Linked DNA regions of Mus musculus: region 1 is linked to region 2. Evidence: chromatin contacts called from public promoter capture Hi-C data. All regions are on one chromosome and are shown on one strand. Each heading gives the region's core, a stretch centred on a gene start, on an enhancer-like site or on the middle of the called end of the contact. The rest is flanking DNA. Distances are from core to core; before and after follow the strand shown.

The links. Promoter capture Hi-C pulls out the DNA fragments that hold promoters and counts their contacts.
Region 1: a promoter capture Hi-C map of the C10 cell line shows a contact between it and region 2, with 2.4 times the contacts expected there. The contact joins the enhancer-like site here to the promoter of Zic5 in region 2. A contact is called at or near these places in 2 of 39 promoter capture datasets (the 3T3-L1 cell line and the C10 cell line), 2 of 484 Hi-C or Micro-C datasets (the HL-1 cell line and the N1E-115 cell line), 1 of 115 datasets of contacts at active chromatin or transcription factors (embryonic stem cells) and 1 of 9 other capture datasets (adipose tissue).

The regions. Positions count from the first base shown.
Region 1 is chr14:122,687,385-122,693,035 of GRCm38.p6, reverse strand. It overlaps Pcca (propionyl-Coenzyme A carboxylase, alpha polypeptide), which reads right to left. Exons shown (of 24, transcript NM_144844.2): 15 at 2,869-2,937; 16 at 781-856. Among named protein-coding and RNA genes, the nearest start is that of Gm46489, 59 kb to the left of the region's middle. Within about 2 kb of position 2,540, at least 21 of the 459 cell types and tissues checked have an H3K27ac peak or open chromatin away from gene starts, as enhancers often do.
Region 2 is chr14:122,463,601-122,469,570 of GRCm38.p6, reverse strand. It overlaps Zic5 (zinc finger protein of the cerebellum 5), which reads left to right and starts at 3,913. Exons shown (of 2, transcript NM_022987.3): 1 at 3,913-5,679. The coding sequence starts at 4,254.

The DNA of each region.
Region 1 (5,651 bases), core at 1,291-3,790, 220 kb before region 2:
CACAGAGGCAAGAAGAGGACATCAGATCCCTCAGAGCTAGAGTTATGGTAGTTGTGAGCCAACCAATGTGGATGGTAGAACCAAACTGCAGTCCTCTGGAAGAGCAGAGCCCAAAACAACCCAGCATCCAGGCTTGCCTAGAGGATGTTCTTAGAGCCCCCCACACATACACACTGGCCATTCAAAATTATAATATACAGCTGAATCTGATAGCAAAGTTGGTACTTACATTTAGTATATAATTTACTCCTCAAAGTGGGTGAGAATACACACGTTGCAGACTCCAGTGCAAGAGTAGCTTCTGATTTGGTCACCATTGCACTCAGAGGGCTTGTATGAGCACCTGGGGACAGGCCCTTGGAAGACAGCTGTACTCACAAACCATCTACTGCCTTCTCTGAGCAGAGCCAGTAGATGTTTCCAGACCTCAAAGTCATCAGCGGTAAGGCCAGGGTCCATTTTCACACATCTGTAAGTGTGCTACCTTCCAACCCCAAAACTCATAGTCAGCGACATAACAGACTCATTTTCCCAGTGTGGGACAATGGTTCTTCATAGTCCCTCATATCATGTATATTGCAGAATTGCAAGATGCCATGGGTCAGTCTGTAGAGGGTTAAACACCTGTGCCCAGTGTTTAATCTAGTCACACATTTTCTCATTTTTCTTTAATCATGGTAAGCAACTCTTTTGTGAAGTTCCTTAACAACAAAGCCTTCAAGCTGCTCTCTAGACCTGGACAACATACACAGCAACAAAAAGGCAAGTGTGCAGTCTTACCCCGGATCACATAATTGTCCAGTGCGTCTTCCATCCTCTTCAGGGCTTCTGCTCTGTCAGACCCATATGTGACTAGCTACAAGCAAACAAACAGAATGGTCTGTAAGCTAGCCACATACCCGAGTAACCAGGCCTAGTAAGTTTAATACTTCCTATCACATTCCCCAATGTGTCTTTTTGATTTTCATAGTGGTCCAATTTTTTAATATAAAATAAGTCAAGTAAGATTCCTTTGAATAAACAAGTGAGAACCAACCGATCTCAGACATTCCTCATACATGTCATTGTCACAGTAGAGAAACACTTGAGAACAAATCAAACAAGTTCTTCACTTGATAACAAACAAACATGTTGTGTAAACAAGCACAGCAGAAAGATTAAGGAGAGTAGACAGCAGAGCCTGAGGAACTGCCACAGCATGCCAACACATGGCACAGCACACCAGCACATGACACAGCACATCAGCACATGACACAGCACACCAGCACATGACACAGCACATCAGCACATGACACAGCACACCAGCACATGACACAGCACACCAGCACATGACACAGCACACCAGCATGTAACAGTATTCTAGCACGTAGCACAGAAAACCCATGTATGGTACAGCATGTCAGCATATGGCACAGTGTGGGGTCTAAGGACAAAGTTGCTAATTTCCCTGGTTTTCTCTGCTTCCAAGTTTGATCTCCTAAACAGCTAAAACTTTTCTAAGTTGCAAAAGAGCCAGTAAGAAAGTGAAAGAATAAGTTAGACTGTCCTTAAAAATTACTGGGTCAACCAGAACATAACACAAAAACTAAAGGTGCTGGTTAAAAAAAAAGAAGACTTTGTCTGTAGTTTCCTGTTATATGTAGTCTCTATGAATTCAAAAGACATTGACAATATACATTAAAGGTTTTTCTGATGCATATTATTAAGTAGTAGGTTGTAATTCTAGTAAATTTACAAGTTCTTATAAAACCAATTTGCCACATGGTGGTACACACCTTTAAAGCTAGCACTTGGGAGGTAGAAGGAAACAGATATCTGTGAATCTGAGACCAGCCTGGTCTACAAAGCAAGTTCCAGGTCTACCAACTACATAGTGAGACAGCATCTCAAAAAAAAAAAATTAAATAAACTTTACACATATGAGCCAGCTAGAAAATTTATAGGCCATTTTTCTAGACAAACATACATTCATCTAAAAAAGAAACAGTTCATTTGAAAATCAATTTGTAATATTTTATGTATTTCTACTTTTATATGTGTTTCTGTAATAAGCAAAACATCTAAGGTTTATTTAAAAAATATTAATGGTTAAAAACAGTGAAAAAAGAAAACTACAAAGATTAAAATGGCTTGTTTCGGCAGCTATAGCTACATAAGAGAGCACTCAGGGCACTAGAAACGTGGGCCACAGCAGAACCTTGCACAAACTTGCAGGATTCCTGTTTCATCTCCAGCACAAAACTAAAAGAAAACTTGAAGTTAATCGGTCTTTGAGGCAAAGCTACTATTTCAGAGACAAAGCATTTTCAAATTGCAACATTTTACTATTTATGAGATCTTAGTATTTTAGAGACTCGTGATTTTCAACTTTAATCTGCAAAGTTTAAAAAGACACATGGGCCAAATCCTATTGTACTTTTCTATAAAAGTTAGCTGGGTTGAGTGGTGGCTCAGTGGTATGGTGCCTGCCTGAGATACACCCGGCTCTAGGCTCCAGCCATAGTGTAAACAACAAAAGTCAAATCCACTCAAGTTGTAGATTGGAAAACCTTCAAAGAGCAAAAGTACTCTTAACCAATACAGGACCAGTTTCTCCACAGCACCTGACACACGTACTGCTCACTGGTTTGTTTAATTAGAGTTCATTGTTAAGAAAAGGGCTGTGATCAGGATGTAGTGAATTAAAGGAAGGAAGTCAGGAAGGAAGGAAGTCAGGGAGGGAGGGAGGGAAGGAAGGGAAAGAGGGACGAAGGGAAAGAGGGAGGGAGAGAGGGAAAGAGGAAGGGAGGGAAAGAGGAAGGGAGGGAGCGAGGCTCAATTTTGAATTCATTAATTGAATATGCGTACTGTTCTACAAATGGAACTAACCTTTGAAATCATAGGATCATAATAGATGCTGATGTCACTTCCTGGTTGGATGCCACTGTCAACTCGGACCTGGGAAGAAGTAAAGAAAAGGTGCATAACTTCACATTGGGAAGATTTGTTTTATTTAACCACAAGCTGTTTTTTCATGGAGAAAATGGATAGTAAAGTTTCAGTCTCAACACCCTTGCCTCTGGAAAACAGAAAACCCAGAAACATAATGTGAGGCTGATCTTTGATCTCTAATATGCAGTACAGCTTATAATTTTTGCTCTTTCACTCAAAAAAAGAAACTGGGAAGAGGAAGGCTTCATACACCCCTACCCTAGGGCACACCTGCAACTGGCTGCAGCCTGCCCCTGCCCCTTCAGAGCCCTGGGTTGGCCCTGCCCAGACCTCCTCCTCACATGGCCTCTGAGCCACACAAACGGGACAGGCTTTTGTGTCTGCAACACTTTGCCATTTTCCCCAGACCTTCAGCTGTGAGCACTGTTTTCTGTTACTGTTAGCCCCGAGAGGCCTTCGTGTTTACACAGCTTTCCCCGCGGCTCTGCCCTGTGAGGATGCAAGCTCCAATTAAGAGTTCGGATTCTGCGCTTTTTTCCATCTTGGGCAGAACCGGCACAGGTTCAAAACATCTTTTGAAGCCGCTGGTTGCTGTTAACCTGCCAACGAGTTAGTTAGTGCATCACTGACTCTTGTTTTCCTCTCCCAGCTTGATACCCAAAGTACAGCACAGAGGTTAGCCATGTAAAACTTCGAATGAGCATCTGCCAAGGACAGAGCACTTATTAAATTATTGTGACTACGTTTTGGAATCTGAAGTATTTAGAAGCTAGTCAAAATATTTAAGACTGGCAGGCTTATCTTCGGGATTGAGGATGGAGGAATTTAATGGAAGGTTCTAGAGCAGCAGGACGATGCTCAGCATTTCAGGGGTGGGATAGAAGAGGGGAAGGAAGCGCGGGGTCCTGACACCTTCGTGAAGGAGGCTTCCCAATAAGCAGCAGCTCATCTGTTTGTGGCAAGGCAGAAAAGGTCAACACAGCGGCTGCGAGGCCTTTAATGTTTTAATTTAGGCAATTGTCAAGGGACCACGTGTAAAACCTCTTGTCTAGAATATCCACGTGAGAATGGGTGATGGCTTTATTACATGACATCAGAAAATAAGTGAAAACCACACCGCTCTCCCCTTCATACGGTTTTAAGGGGAAGCTTGCAATAACCCCGGGAAGCATCTATTTCTGTATGTGCAGCACAAGCAACAACTTGGGCCCATGTGCCCCGAGTTCCTACATGAAGGTCTTAAAGTGAAAGCCACTCCACATTCATAAAAGATGTGAGCGACCTTTCTTTACTAAACACAGTCTTCTGGGCATAAATTCTATAAAATTTGGTGTTCATAAAAAAATAAAATAAAACCTTAAAAAAGGAAAAGAATTTGCAGGCAGCCATGAACACAGAAAAGTGACACTGTATCCTCTCTCACATATACATGGCTGCTGGTAACTTGGCTGCTGATTACTTGGTTAAGAAAAAAAGACACTGTCTTCTCAGTTCTGGTGCCAATAAGCTAGAACTACTCTGACCACAGAGTCAGCTTTATACCCACAGCGCATTGCCAGAGCCTGTTTATCGCTAGGACTGCGGCAGATCTGAAGCCCTGGCTTTCAGCATAGTTGATATCCAACCCACAGTTCATAAGACAGCTCTCATCGTCTTAAAGAATACTATCCTAAATGCTAACTAAACTATGAGCAGTTGCTAGGTCTGACTCTCTTTTTTGTTTGTTAAATTAATGACAAAAATGTGTCACCTTGAACACATGGGGTCAAATCAAAACATATCATATACAATGAGCACACATAGGCAGATCAACATTCCCAAAGAAACTGTATAGAGAAAAAAAAAAAACAAGTTTTAACTCCCAGTTTACATACATTTTTCTAAGTAATAGCCAACTATATATCTTACTAGTAACAATCAATTAAAAAACAAATTCAATTGCCCATTCCTCCATGCATACAAAGCCTACATAACGCCACTGGCCATTTCAAGAATGAAGGCAAATGGAACTCTAAGCATAACACACCAGTGTGATCTGAAAATAAATTCACAAACTTGGAAGATCAAAGACTACAAGGAACAGCCTCATCTCTGCCCTACAAGCATGTTTCAGCCTTAATGATGTGCGTGAAAGGTGTGAATCAAAAGTTAACTCTGAAATATTTGCTCTTTCTTGTGACCAAAAAAACCCAAGATCCAAAGCTGGCTTCCCTGTGAAAATGACACATCTAGCTTTAATATAGTGAGGGAGAAAGAGGACCACACTGAAAACACTCATGCATCCCAAGTGTGAGGTGCTCAAGTCAGCCTCCACATACCTCCAGAACAATTAAAATTGCCTTTGTCAGCCAAAAAGTGGACCCTAGAAACTATAAGGCGGCTCCCAGCCTTCATTATCAATTCACCTCTCCCCTCGGCACAGCTCCCAGCCCGCCGTGTCTACCTGACAAGTGACAGCCCAATATGATTAAATGTGTTGAAGGGAGGGGACTTGTGGGCCTCCATGACAGGCCAAAAGTGATCACCATGGAGATACATAATTACAGCTGTCAACGCGTCTACTGTCCTGCTGACATCAATTTGATTGCTCCCAGCAATAATGATAGACAAAGCTTAGTGCACACTCTCCTGCCCCCAATCCCTTTATCTATTCCTTGGTCCATTTAGCTGACATGCAACATTCACACACGCAAATAACAGCAGTAAGCAGAACATTTAAG
Region 2 (5,970 bases), core at 2,664-5,163:
AAAGAGGCAATCCTCAGAGAAATGCTCAGAGGTCTGCAAGTTGCCACTGGATGATTTTGAGCACCAAGGTCTCTGAGCCCAATCGTAGCCCCCGTGCCAGATTAATCTCAGTCGCGAGGACGCCAGAGTGAAGAATCTGGCCCCTGTCGGAAAAGGATGGGGCGAGCGTGTCCAGAAGAGTTGACTTTAGACTTTGCTGACTCCATCCAGACCTTCCTGTCTTGGATGTGATGTAGTAAAATCCCTGGAACCCACAGTCGTCATCTCTTCCTGCCTGGACAGAGCTCCGCTAAAACGAAGATTTGCTGGTCCGTTTGCCTTGCTGGCTCCAGCTTGTAGAAAAATCTTGGTGGACTATCACTACCATCCCTAGTGTCTCACAGCAATTTCCACCCTGCGTGGCTTAAGCACCCCTGGGCACTCCCGCCCAGTTTCTACTGTCCTCCATGTGTGCCCCGTTCGCCCTTGAACCCGTCTCGGGCTTAACCTGAAGGGCCTTAGACTTTACAAATCCAACCGGCACTTAGCCCTTCCGCAAGGAGGCCGCTTCTCAGAAACCACGCGGGACTGGCGAGTTGTAAAGCAATTGCAAGGGCAATAAAAAAGGCATCTCGGTGGGTCTCCCCAGTTCCTTTCTTGTTCACCCCCGTCCCCCAAATGTCTCCCCCCCCCCCACCGCCCGCCCTCTTGGAGAAACAATCAAACAAAGGCTCAAAAGCCAGGAAATGTCCAATTCACTTCCCTTAGAGCTTATTAATTGCCCACACCCATCGTAGGAAACTTGACTGTGTTAAGTGAGGCACGGACAGCACCTGGAACTGGGAGACACAGCCCTCCCTCCCGACAGCGGGAAGCCAGCCTCAGAATCCCCGAGCACCAAGTTCTGTGGCCTTTAGGAAGCTAAGCAGCAGCGTGGCTATCGGGTTCTAGCCAACTGGGGATTGTCTGTGCCTTCCACCTCCCCGCGTCTTTGTTTGGGGAGCTGAAAAGATGTTGGGGTTCCTAGAGCAAACGTGAGGTCTGTAAATCCACGGGCCCCAAAGCTCTTGTTGCCTCCAGCACCGATATTTCCAAGGTTTGCTCTGCCTTCATACAAGGGCCTCTACAGCACAAAGTGCAGATTAGGGCACAGGTTTGGGAAAGTGGTCCTAAAGACCAGTTCCACCATCAGAATAGGCTAGTTCCACAGAAAAGGACAGAATTTGCATGAATACATCTATCACTCCCTGCTTTGGAAACCAGTACATTATTCACTTCAACGCTCTGGAAATTGTTGTTTTTTTAGGAAGTGTCTAAGACAGTTATCGTGTCCTTAGAAAGTCGGGATTTAAGTGCGTTTCGGCTGGCTCCCAAACAGCTGGAAAAAGAAACAGCGCACCTGGGGTCAGGCAGGTCATCACAATAACAAAAAGGGCGTCTACAAAATAAAAAGCCCTTTTATAAAGCAAGGCAATTCCGGAAATCCACAGTGAGCCTTCCTGATGACCAAGTAGCTAGGCCTATTCTCAGGTTTAATTGGCAGGCGGTTTATTGGCGCCTTATTGGTGGTGATTGAAATTTTGCTCCCCAGCCCTTTCTTTTAAGAATTAGCATCTCAAGTCGATTTACCTGAGTCAATTATCTTTTTAGGGTCTGGGTTTGGTCATGAATTTGAATATTCATTCAACTCACTTTGTAAATATTCCCTTTCTAGTCACCCACCCAAATCTCTGTTATTTTCTAAGAAAGTAATTTCTTTCTTTCTTTTCTTTCTTTTTAAGGCTCCCATAAAAAGAAATTGATTAGGGAGCTATATTTGAATTAAGACATATTAAATCGATGACAGATACATATCATGCTGTGTTTAACAAGAGTTGTACAAGGAGGCGGGTTCCAGATTCCACACAGCCCTGCTGTAGCATTATTCACATTTTTTACAGCCTTTCCTTCATGCCTCCACCCATTAAGCCATTACATTTCAGCAATTCAATAAAACAAAGCAGTTATAATTTTGACAAAAAGCTATTTTGAAGGGGCTGAAGGTACCCATTTTATTGCACAATAAAATTGCTCAAATGGTCTATATTATAAACTAGGTTGCACTTATTTTCTTTATTCACTTTTTGGGTTTGTTTTGTTTTTGCTGATAACCTGCAGGAGTGAACTCAGAACTGCCATTACTGCTGACATGGATGTTCATTGCCAAGAGGTTGGAATAAAGGAAAATCATTTGAAATGTCCTTCAAGGAAACGAAGACAGTGGTAGTAATTCCCAACATGACACTCCCTTTATATACTATCTATGCAGATGGTACTGTGCTCCACCAACCTTCCTATGTCTGGCTCGAGATGTTTAAATCTCCCAAACAAGTTATCATCAAAGAATTCTCCTTCCCAAATATAGATGTGGATTTGATCACTGACACTGCGTGTGTGTGTGTGTGTGTGTGTGTGTGTGTGTGTGTGTGTCTTTCTACTTATGCCCTTTGCATTTTCCCTAGATTTTAACTTCACTTACAATAAAAGAAAAAGGCATTTGGAATGTGATGGCATGATTGTCTTTGTTTGCTTGTCAGCTTTATAAGAGAAATGGCATTCCCAAGGTTCATAGGGAGACTACTTTCTGCAGATGGCTCACACCGATGTCAATGGCACTCGCAAATCAACTCTTTTGAAATAATACTTATTTCTTTTGAGGACTATGATCTGATGACAGCTTTGGGGGTGGTTGATCTTTCGTACTGCAAATGAATTAAGCTTAAGTATGGTATCTTGCGTTCCTGTCCCCCCCCTTCCACTCACCCCATACTCCACCTCCAGATGTGTATGGGGTCACATCCGACTCCTATTGCTACTTTATAATTTAATTGAAGGTAGCAAAAATATTTTTGCTCGAATTTGAGCATTTTAGAACATCACAAGATTAAGAATATTTTATTTTTAAACAACAGAGGACACTTTGGGAGATTGAAATTCCGAATCAATGAGGTCTCAGGGACAGCATTCAAAAACCTGGGCCATAGGATCCTAGTTTTTAAATGATTTTCAAGCATGGCATTTCAGTTTAAGGAGGAAGTTTATTTTATTAATAAATAAAGACTAGATACTTATTTTTTAACTATTGTATTTGGTCTATTCTAGCTTGTGGTCCTTTCAGAGAAACCGAGGCACATATGTGGCATGCGTTCTGGGCAAGGAGGAATTTTGCTTAAAAAGACATCTCCTATTTAAAGGCTTACACTTAGGAGAGTAGCCATTGGGCCTTCCCTGACACTGTATCTCTCTGAGAGGCAAAAGTTCGAACCGCACCCCACCCCGCCCACCTCCTCCTCCGTGAGCTCTAATTGGGAGTAGCAGATCTAGAACCCACTCGTAGTGTGAGGTTAGGTCCTCTGAACCATGTCGAATCCATGAGCTAAAAAGTCTAAGCAAGACTGTTCCTTTGGGGAAAGATTTATTATATATTATTTTGACTTTGGTAGTTTGCCGCGCTCCATCAAATTGTTTTGTGACCAATATAGTTTAATAATTGTCCTTATTACACCTACAGTCTGCACTCCACGTGGGCCCAGGGACAGACAGAGTCCATTTGATAAGTTTTTGGCACCGCTACAAATGCGATGGTCATTCAGTGCAGATGCATCCAGAGATTATCCAAGAGAAGAAGTAGAAAGAGTTCAAGTGAGTTCTTCATCTTCTTCCACCACCCCCCCCCCCAACCCCTGCCCCCTCGCTTTACCCCTGGTGGGGAGGTCCCATGACCTCTCTCATTCCCGTCCACTTTGGCACGGAGCTAGCAGACGCTCTGCGCCAGGCAGGTCGACCCGGAGACTGGCATTCGAAGGGGACTGAGCCCGGCGGCCAAGTGCAAACTTTCTGCAAGGGAAACTTAGGCATCTCAGGGGAAGCCGGGATGCAGAGCTCCAGGGGAAGAGGGGGCACGAAGTGAAAGCACAGGCGGTGTGGTACACGGGGGCGGTTTCCCGCTGGGCCCAGAGCCTGAACCAGAGCCAATCGCGCAGCCGAGGCAGCTGCCAATCACACGGCTCCCTCCAATCCCACCCGTGCCATTTCCAAAAACTCGGTCCCACTGTGCAGCTCAAATGTGGTGTTCACTCTGCCAATCGCTGGAGGATAGAGTGGGGACAAGAATAAGCAGCTAGGAGGCCCGGACACAAGAAGTTAAAGAGCCCCTAATATATACATGTTTTTGAAGGCGGGCAGAGGGGGAAAAAGTCCCCCCAGTGAGGGTCCATGGGCCTGATTGTATAGTTATGATGGAGCCCCCTTTGAGCAAGAGGAACCCGCCAGCGCTGAGATTAGCGGATTTGGCAACGGCTCAGGCCCAACAGCTTCAGAATATGACAGGCTTCCCGGTGCTGGTCGGCCCGCCCGCCCACTCCCAACGCCGCGCGGTCGCCATGCACCTCCACCCGCGGGACCTAGGCACTGACCCCGGCGTAGCCAGCACTGCGCTCGGACCCGAGCACATGGCACAGGCCAGCGGGCAGGGCCCCTGTCCTCCTTCCCAGGGGCTCCCCGGGCTGTCCCAGGTTCCCGCACCAGCCGCCCGCTCCGTGGCCTCAGGGACTCACCCAGGCGCCCGCACCCACCCCGACGGCGGGGGCAGCAGTGGCGCGCAGGCCTCGGCGCCCCCGCCTCCAGCCCCTCCTCTTCCTCCCTCCCAGTCCTCCTCTCCCCCTCCCCCGCCTCCTCCTCCTCCTGCCCTCTCGGGCTACACTGCCACCAACAGTGGCGGCGGCAGCAGCAGCGGCAAAGGCCACAGCAGGGACTTCGTCCTCCGGAGGGACCTTTCCGCCACGGCCCCCGCGGCGGCCATGCACGGGGCCCCGCTCGGAGGGGAGCAGCGGTCCGGCAGCAGCTCCCCCCAGCACCCGACCCCACCTCCCCACCCGGCCGGGATGTTCATCTCGGCCAGCGGCACCTACGCGGGCCGGGACGGCGGCGGCTCCGCGCTCTTTCCCGCGCTGCACGACTCTCCCGGGGCTCCCGGTGGCCACCCGCTAAACGGCCAGATGCGCCTTGGGCTGGCGGCCGCCGCGGCGGCTGCGGCCGAGCTTTACGGCCGCGCCGAACCACCCTTCGCTCCGCGCTCAGGGGACGCGCACTATGGGGCGGTGGCGGCCGCCGCGGCCGCCGCCCTGCACGGCTACGGAGCCGTGAACTTAAACCTGAACCTGGCTGCGGCAGCGGCGGCCGCAGCGGCCGCGGGGCCCGGGCCCCACCTGCAACACCACGCGCCGCCCCCGGCGCCACCGCCGGCGCCCGCGCCGCACCCGCACCACCCCCACCTCCCGGGGGCGGCCGGGGCCTTCCTGCGCTACATGCGGCAGCCAATCAAGCGGGAGCTCATCTGCAAGTGGCTGGACCCAGAGGAGCTGGCCGGTCCGCCGGCGTCCGCGGACAGCGGCGTCAAGCCCTGCTCCAAAACTTTCGGCACCATGCACGAGCTGGTGAACCACGTCACAGTGGAGCACGTGGGCGGCCCGGAACAGAGCAGCCACGTCTGCTTTTGGGAGGACTGTCCGCGCGAGGGCAAGCCCTTCAAGGCCAAGTACAAGCTCATCAACCACATCCGCGTGCACACCGGCGAGAAGCCCTTCCCCTGCCCGTTCCCGGGCTGCGGCAAGGTCTTCGCGCGCTCCGAGAACCTCAAGATCCACAAGCGCACTCATACAGGTGGGTGTCTGTCCCCGGCCGCCGCCGCCACCGCCTCGCCTTCTGTTCGCTTTCATTTTTCCCTCCTTCTGCTACTTCTCCGCAGACGTATGACCCGGACATGTGACTTCTTTTTTTTTCTTCTTCTCCCTCCCCCCCCCTTTTTTTTTCTATGAATAAGTAATTCAATAACACACACGGGCCCCGCGCTGGCCTCCCTTTCGGCGGAGTCTCCAGCGTGCCCGCAGCCCCTCGGCCGGGACCCGCAACGCGCTCCAGCCGCCGCCGCCCTGCCGGGAACAGCAACAGCAG